Regions from separate parts of the Sus scrofa genome. Here region 1 is linked to region 2. Evidence: chromatin contacts called from public Hi-C data. All regions are on one chromosome and are shown on one strand. Each heading gives the region's core, a stretch centred on a gene start, on an enhancer-like site or on the middle of the called end of the contact. The rest is flanking DNA. Distances are from core to core; before and after follow the strand shown. Region 1 holds the start of DNAJB1 (DnaJ heat shock protein family (Hsp40) member B1). Region 2 holds the start of NDUFB7 (NADH dehydrogenase [ubiquinone] 1 beta subcomplex subunit 7).

Region 1 (3,680 bases), core at 589-3,088, 43 kb after region 2:
TTAAAAATAGCCAGGAATAGGAGTTCCCATTGTGGCTCAGCAGTAACAAATCCGACTAGCATCCATGAGAATTCTGGTTCAACCCCTGGCCTCACTTAGTGGGTTAAGGACCAGGCATTGCCATGAGGTGTGGCACGTAGGTGACAGATATGGCACGGATCTGGTGTTGCTGCGGCTGTGTCAAGGCCTGCGGCTGCAGCTCCAATTCAAGCCCTAGCCTGGGAACTTCTATATGCCGCAGCTGTGGCCCTTAAAAAAAAAAAAAGCCAGAACTAGAAAGTTCCCATGTGGCACAGAAGTTAAGGATCCCAAGTTGCTGTAGCGCAGCACTGGTGGCAACGGGAGTGCAGTGTTTTTATGCTTTTTTTTTTTTTTTATCTTTTTAGGGCCACACCCTCGGCATATGGAGGTTCCCAGGCTAGGGGTCCAGTTGGAGCTACAGCTGCTGGCATGCACCACAGCTACAGCAACATCAGATCCAAGCCACCTCTGCAACCTACACCAAAGCTCACTGCAATGCCAAATCCTTAACTCATTAAGCAAGGCCAGGGATGGAATCCGCAACCTCATGGTTCCTAGTTACACGATGGGAACTCGTGGAGTGCAGGTTCAGTCCTTGGCCAGGGAACTTCTATATGCCGCCTGTGGCCAAACAAATAAAAAAACATAGCCGGGAATATTTAGGAAGAGTCAGACTGTTCTGACACTGAGACTCAGCACTGACAGAGGTCAGGCCCTGCTCTGATAGTGATCAAAGGCTGGGGGGGGGGTGACATTTAGCATGAAAACCAAGGAACAAGATAATTCCAAATTTCAGTGGGAGGTATTCTTGAGAAAATGGTAATAAAGCAAAAGGCTTGAGGGGTTAGACTGAGGAGACCTCTCCAGGGAGGTAAGCTTTGGTCCAGGGTCCTTGGCTCGCTTTACAGGGTCGGTATGGGTGAGGAGAGGGACAGTTCTGGGGCTCCCAACACTGAGGGTGAGTGGGGTTTTTTTTTTTGTTTTTGGTTTTTTTTTTTGCTTTTTGGGGCCCCACCCGCGGCACATGGCTCCACCCGATCAAATCCACAACCTCATGTCTCCCAGTCGGATGCGATTCCGCTGCGCCACGACCGGTAGGGGGGTATTTTTATTCCCGGATGGAAGCAGGTATCTGGGACAAGGAGCGATTAGGCAACTAGCCTTGAATCACCTGGCGTAAACTGATTCTCCCGCCCAGCGAGATGGGGGAAGGAAGCACCTCCTAGGGGAAGGGCGGGGCCTTTCGCAGCCCGGGGCCTTTCGCAGCCCCGCCCTACTCGAAGCACCGCATTTTTTTTTTTTTTTTTTTTTTTTTTTGTCTCCTCTAGGGCCGCACTGAGACATATGGAGATTTCCAGGCTAGGGGGTCCAATCGGAGCTGTAGCCGCCAGCCTGCGCCAGAGCCACAGCAACGCGGGATCCGAACCACGTCTGCGACCTACACCACAGCTCACGGAATCCCTGGATCCTTAACCCACTGAGCGAGGACAGGGATCCTAGTCAGATTCGTTAACCACTGAGCCAAGACTGGAACATCGAAGCACCCGCACTTTAACCTGTTGACCCAGGCAGGGGCGGAGTACGCGGCAGGCCCGGTCCCCGGAAGCACTGAAGCAAGGTCGCTATTGGTTCCCTCAGAGAGTGGGCGGGGCCTCAGACGCCCAGTGCCCGCGCTGCGGCGAAGCGTTGCCTAGGGCGGAGCGGGAAGGGGTGTGGCCACGCGCGGGCAGCCGTTGGCGGCGCGTCCCCGCCCCGGATGTCGCGCGTCGCAACCTGGGCAGCGACGATTGGTCGGAGCCGCGTGGGGGGCGGGGCGGAAGGTTCTGGAGGGGGCTGGCGGGCTCTGGAAGCTTCCGCCGGACGGGTATATAGAGTCCGGGACGGGGCGGTGGCGGAGCCGGGGTACGGCGACAGCTGGGCGGCAGGCCGCAGGCGGGGGCAATGGGCAAAGACTATTATCAGACGCTGGGCCTGGCCCGCGGTGCCTCGGACGAGGAGATCAAGAGAGCCTACCGCCGTCAAGCGCTGCGTTACCACCCGGACAAGAACAAGGAGCCCGGCGCCGAGGAGAAGTTCAAGGAGATCGCCGAGGCCTACGACGTGCTCAGCGACCCGCGCAAGCGCGAGATCTTCGACCGCTACGGGGAGGAAGGTGTGTGCGCGCGCGCAACTGGGGGTGCGCCACCGCTGTTTGACAGGCGGAGAGATCGAGGCACTGCGGTACCCCGGCGGCGTCCCCGGGGTAGCGCTAAGGGACCGGGGGACGAGCAGCCCCCGCCTTTTGGCCAAACAGGCCTCCGCCCTCGATTGGCGGCCTCCCGATGGGAGGAGGAGTCCTGGCCGCGCTGCTCGCCCAGAAGCTTCTAGTATGTCTGGGGCCGCCCGTCTCCGCCCACGTCCGCGATCCGTCGGTGGGGGAGAGGGTGCAGAAGGAGAGGGGGTAGAGTGCGCAGCCTTGATGATGGCGCTGCGGCCCCTCGGGCGCTGGGCTCACCTGGGCGAGGTGAGAGCCTCTGCCAGCCCAGGGTGCAGGGCGAGGCCTCTGGCTGAGCGCCGGGCGCAGGCTGCTTGCAGTGAGCTTGCAAATGAGAGTGCCAATTAGCGCCCAGCGACCTCCCGGGCGTCTTTGAGGGTGGAGTGAGGTAATCCCTGTAAAATGCTTACCTAGCCCCGTGCCAGACACGTAGTCGGTGGTCAAGGTGCAAGGAGCAGTAGGGCCCGCCTCTGCCCGGCCTCACCAGGATAGCTCTCTTGGGGAGGCGGGGGAGCGGGAGGAGAAGCTTTCTTGTTGTCCAGCTGCCTGTTGATGACTCAGATTGGTTTCTCGGTTTGGTCTTAAGAAAGAAATGACTTTTTATATATAAGAATGGTGGCACTTAGTGTCAGAGCGTGAGAATTTGAAATCTCCGATTGCTGTTTCACCTTCATTTCTACTCTCCCTACAGTCTCTAGCTCTAAAGTATTTCAGAGTAAACATTTGGTGAAAACTGACCCTGGATCACACCTTTTTCATTGGCTGTCTTGAGTTCTTTGTACTCCTTGTAACATTGTAGGAAAGATGGGTCACTCAAATGTGAAGACCTAGGTGGTGGCCCCAAGAGATGGCCATCTTAGAGCTCGAGCCCGTCTCCACTGTCAGGCCACAGTGAACTAACTACCTGTGGGTGATGGTGGTTCTGTTTTTGAGACTGCAAGTGGGAAGAAAAAGCTTGGAGTTCCTCCTTGCTCTTTCCTGACAGCCAAAAAAAGAAAAAAAAATTCTTCCTTGATGGCTCTCAACTCTTTTTTTCCCCTCAAGGAAAGCTCCTAGAGAGAAAAGGTCCTGGCCAGCCATCTGATTTCTTTTGCTTTTGCATTTCAGGCCTGAAGGGTGGTGGCCCAAGTGGTGGGAGCAGCGGTGCTAACGGGACCTCTTTCAGCTACACATTCCATGGAGACCCTCATGCCATGTTTGCTGAGTTCTTCGGTGGCCGAAATCCCTTTGACACCTTCTTTGGGCAGCGCAACGGGGAGGAAGGCATGGACATTGATGACCCGTTTTCTGGCTTCCCCATGGGCATGGGTGGCTTCACCACTGCAAACTTTGGCCGCTCCCGCCCTGCACAAGAACCCACCCGAAAGAAGCAAGATCCCCCCGTCACCCATGACCTTAGGGTTTC
Region 2 (3,415 bases), core at 814-3,313:
GCGTCTCCAGACACACACAAAAAAATTCTATGTTGAGGGGTTCCCATTGTGGCTCAGCTGGTTAAGAACCCCACATAGTATCTGTGAGGATGTGGGTTTGATCCCTGGCCTTGCTCAGCAGATTAAGGATACAGTGTTGCCGTGAGATGTGGCATAGGTCACAGATGTGGCTCAGATCTGCCGTTGCCATGGCTGTGGTTGTATATGACGCCAGTGCAGCCAGAAAAATCCAAAACCAAAACAACATGTTTCCAGCATTGGCAGCTGCACAACCAGAATCACAGAATTCAGACACAGGAGGGCATCAGCCAGAGAAGTGAAGCACTGCCCTGGGGCCTGAGTAGTATTGATACCAAGAAGTGATGATGTTTAGAGTTATGGTTGTTCTACACAAGCTCTACTCACAGGATCTCAGGTGACACTAGCAGCCTTTGTTCTTCAGTAAATTTATTTTGTGTTTGTAATATGTGAGGTCTTCTAAAGCAAGCCAGAGACCTCTACTTGGGTCAAAGGGGTTCCCCTCTATTTGAGAGGACAGGTGTCCTGGATTAGAACACTAGTAGTGTATCCTGGGCTTTGTAGAATGGAGATATCAGGGTTTTGGGGGGTTTTTTTGTTTGTTTGTTTTTTTTCTTTTTACAGCTTCCCCCATGGCATATAGAAGTTCCCAAGCAATTGGTCAAATAGGAGCTGCAGCTGCCGGCCACAGCCACAGCCACAGCAGCGCTGGATCCAAGCCACATCTGAGACCTACACTTCAGCTTGTGGCAATGCTGGATCCTTAACCCACTGAGCAAGGCCAGGGATAGAACCTGCATCATCACGGAGACTGTGTCAGGTCCTTAACCTGCTGACCCACAATGGGAACTGCAAGACCCTGTTTTCAAATAAGATCGCATTCACAGTTTTTGGGGTGGGGGTGGGGAGGTTAGGACTTCAACATATTTGGGAGGGGGGGACAATTCAACCCATAGCACCTTGTCAAATGAAATCTAATCTTTCACTGCCAACTATCACTTCCCAGCACTGCCAGGCACCCATTGAAAGGCTTCTCTCTTGTGTTCCATTGTGCAGGATTCCAGATTTATGTTACAGGTACACAGTGAAGCCAAGAAGCATTTGGCAGTATTAAATAATGTATTAGACTTTCAAATATACTGTATAGCAATTCTTTACAGTGGCAACTACAGGAATACCAGAATCACAACTTGGTTTTGTTTTTTGTTTTTGTTTTGGTTGCACTCGCAGCATAACTTCTAGGCCACCAGGGAACTCCACTTGTTTTATTTTTACTATTCAATTGGACTTAAAATTTCAGCTTTAAATTGTTTTATTTATAAATAACTTTTATTTGCAAACTTAAATTTAATTAAAATATATATGTTAACTGTATTTAAATTTTTTATATTAGCTAATTACATACACCATCGGTATATATAATTTTTATATGTGCCAATGACATACATATCAGGTTTTTTACCGACAATTGGAATGTTTTAGAATAAAAACTTTTTTAATCAAAAAAAATATGATATATTGGTGTTCCCGTCGTGGCTCAGCGGTTAACGAACCAGACTAGTATCCATGAGGATGCGGGCTTGATCCCTGGTCTTGCTCAGTGGGTTAAGAATTCAGCGTTGCCGTGAGCTGTGGTGTAGGTCGCAGAAGCTGCTCGCATCCCGCTTTGCTATGGGTGGCTGTAGCGTAGACTGGCGGCTACAGCTCCGGATTGGATCCCTAGCCTGGGAACCTCCAAATGCCAGCCCTAAAAAGACAAAAAAAAAAAAAAAAAATATATATATATATATATATATATAATAGTTTTCATTTGTGCTCTAGCTCCGAGAGACCAGGGGTTACCTGGGAGGGGGGGAGGAGGCCCCAAACTCGTATCCTCCACCCTCCCCGGCCTAGATGGATTTCCAGATGTAGGGAGGTCTTCTCTGGCCATCCCTAGTGGGGAGCGCGCGCGTTGCTTCTCCTCCTAACCGCGAGGTGACGCTAAAGACACCTGAAGACCTCTGGAGTCGTTCATCTTTATGATCCCTGCTACGGCCCGAGCAACCCGGAAGTTGTGGCTGTCCAAGGGGGAATGCTTCCGGGCAGGAGCTAGGTGACCCCGGCTGCTTCAAGAACCTGCGGTGTGACAGCAGCCATGGGGGCGCACCTGGCCCGGCGCTACCTGGGCGATGCATCAAAGGAGCCCGACCCCCTGCGGATGCCCACCTTCCCGCCTGACTACGGCTTCCCGGAGCGCAAGGAACGCGGTGAGGCCCAATGCGCAGGCGCGGCCGGCGGGAGTTGGGCTAGAGACCTGAACGCCGGGGTCCCCAGTGGTGGGCTCGAGCGTAAAGCGGCGTGTCCATACTCAGCCCTGATCTCGGCCCGGAGGAGTACGGAGGATGCGCGTGACCCTGCCTGAGTGCGAAGGCATTCCAGGCAGAGAGCACGGTTTGAGTAAAAAGCTCTGGGGGTAAAAGAGAGTAGGAGAACGGGGTTTATGAGGCGCTCGGGGCTGGGCTTAGCCCTGGAGTTAATGGGGCAGCCATGGAAGGGTTTATCACGGAAGGGATGTGCTCATGGTACATCTGTCCAGACGGCACTCCTGTTTTTAGATATGATCGAGAAAACAAGGGGGGGCTCACTCACACCGCACATACTTTTTTTTATGTATTAATATCACAAGCATATCGAGCGCCAGTCCTGGGCCAAATTCCAAGTTGGGCATCGAGGATGCAGCAGGCACGATTAAAGGGAACTCACAGCTCTTTGAGGGAAACAGTGGAACCTGGCCGATCTTGGGGGACCAAGCAGTATCAAGGCGGGCTTCCCGGAGGCTGTGACTAGAAGCAAGACCTGAGGGGGATGCGGAGGAGTTGACCACAAGGAAACCAAGGAGAGGGGAGAGCTAGTGCTTCTAAACAGAGGAGGGACACGATCAGATTTGCTTTGTCCAGAGGTGGCGCTGGCTACCAGGTGGGCCACAATTTGGAGACAGGGAAACCTCTAGGGTGGGGGTGGTTCTGAGAGGTTTGGATTTGGAAGAACGTTGGGAGGTACAGTCCTCTAGTGTCTGAACTCCTGGTAGTCCCTTCAGCTCTCCCTGAACCTACAGCCCATCAGTACACCCACCTCCTTATCATGTTACTGAGCCTCACACCCAGCTTTGCCCATGATGAGTTTTGCAAACACCCACAGCCACCCCCCTGACCCCCATTCCTCTCTCGTGCTTAACCAAAACCCTGGTTAAAGCCAGCTCTTCTTGTCTCCTGTCCTTGTGTAGCTGAATGTCATGGGAGAAGAACATCCAACTTCCCTGACTGGTCTCTCAGTTGCTCCCCCAGTTGACCCTTCATGCTGCTGGTTTTTATGTGGCATTCCCTGGCCCTCTCTGTTGCTCCCCCTTAGGCCACTG

What was found. A called contact is a pair of places that touch in the nucleus more often than the background predicts.
Region 1: a contact with region 2 is called in a Hi-C map of skeletal muscle, with 2.6 times the contacts expected there. The contact joins the promoter of DNAJB1 here to the promoter of NDUFB7 in region 2. A contact is called at or near these places in 5 of 47 Hi-C or Micro-C datasets (embryonic fibroblasts, heart right ventricle, liver and 1 more) and 2 of 2 datasets of contacts at active chromatin or transcription factors (alveolar macrophages and skeletal muscle).

The regions. Positions count from the first base shown.
Region 1 is chr2:64,759,834-64,763,513 of Sscrofa11.1, forward strand. It overlaps DNAJB1 (DnaJ heat shock protein family (Hsp40) member B1), which reads left to right and starts at 1,839. Exons shown (of 3, transcript NM_001244430.1): 1 at 1,839-2,173; 2 at 3,383-3,680. The coding sequence starts at 1,963.
Region 2 is chr2:64,716,829-64,720,243 of Sscrofa11.1, forward strand. It overlaps NDUFB7 (NADH dehydrogenase [ubiquinone] 1 beta subcomplex subunit 7), which reads left to right and starts at 2,064. Exons shown (of 3, transcript XM_003480775.4): 1 at 2,064-2,267. The coding sequence starts at 2,156.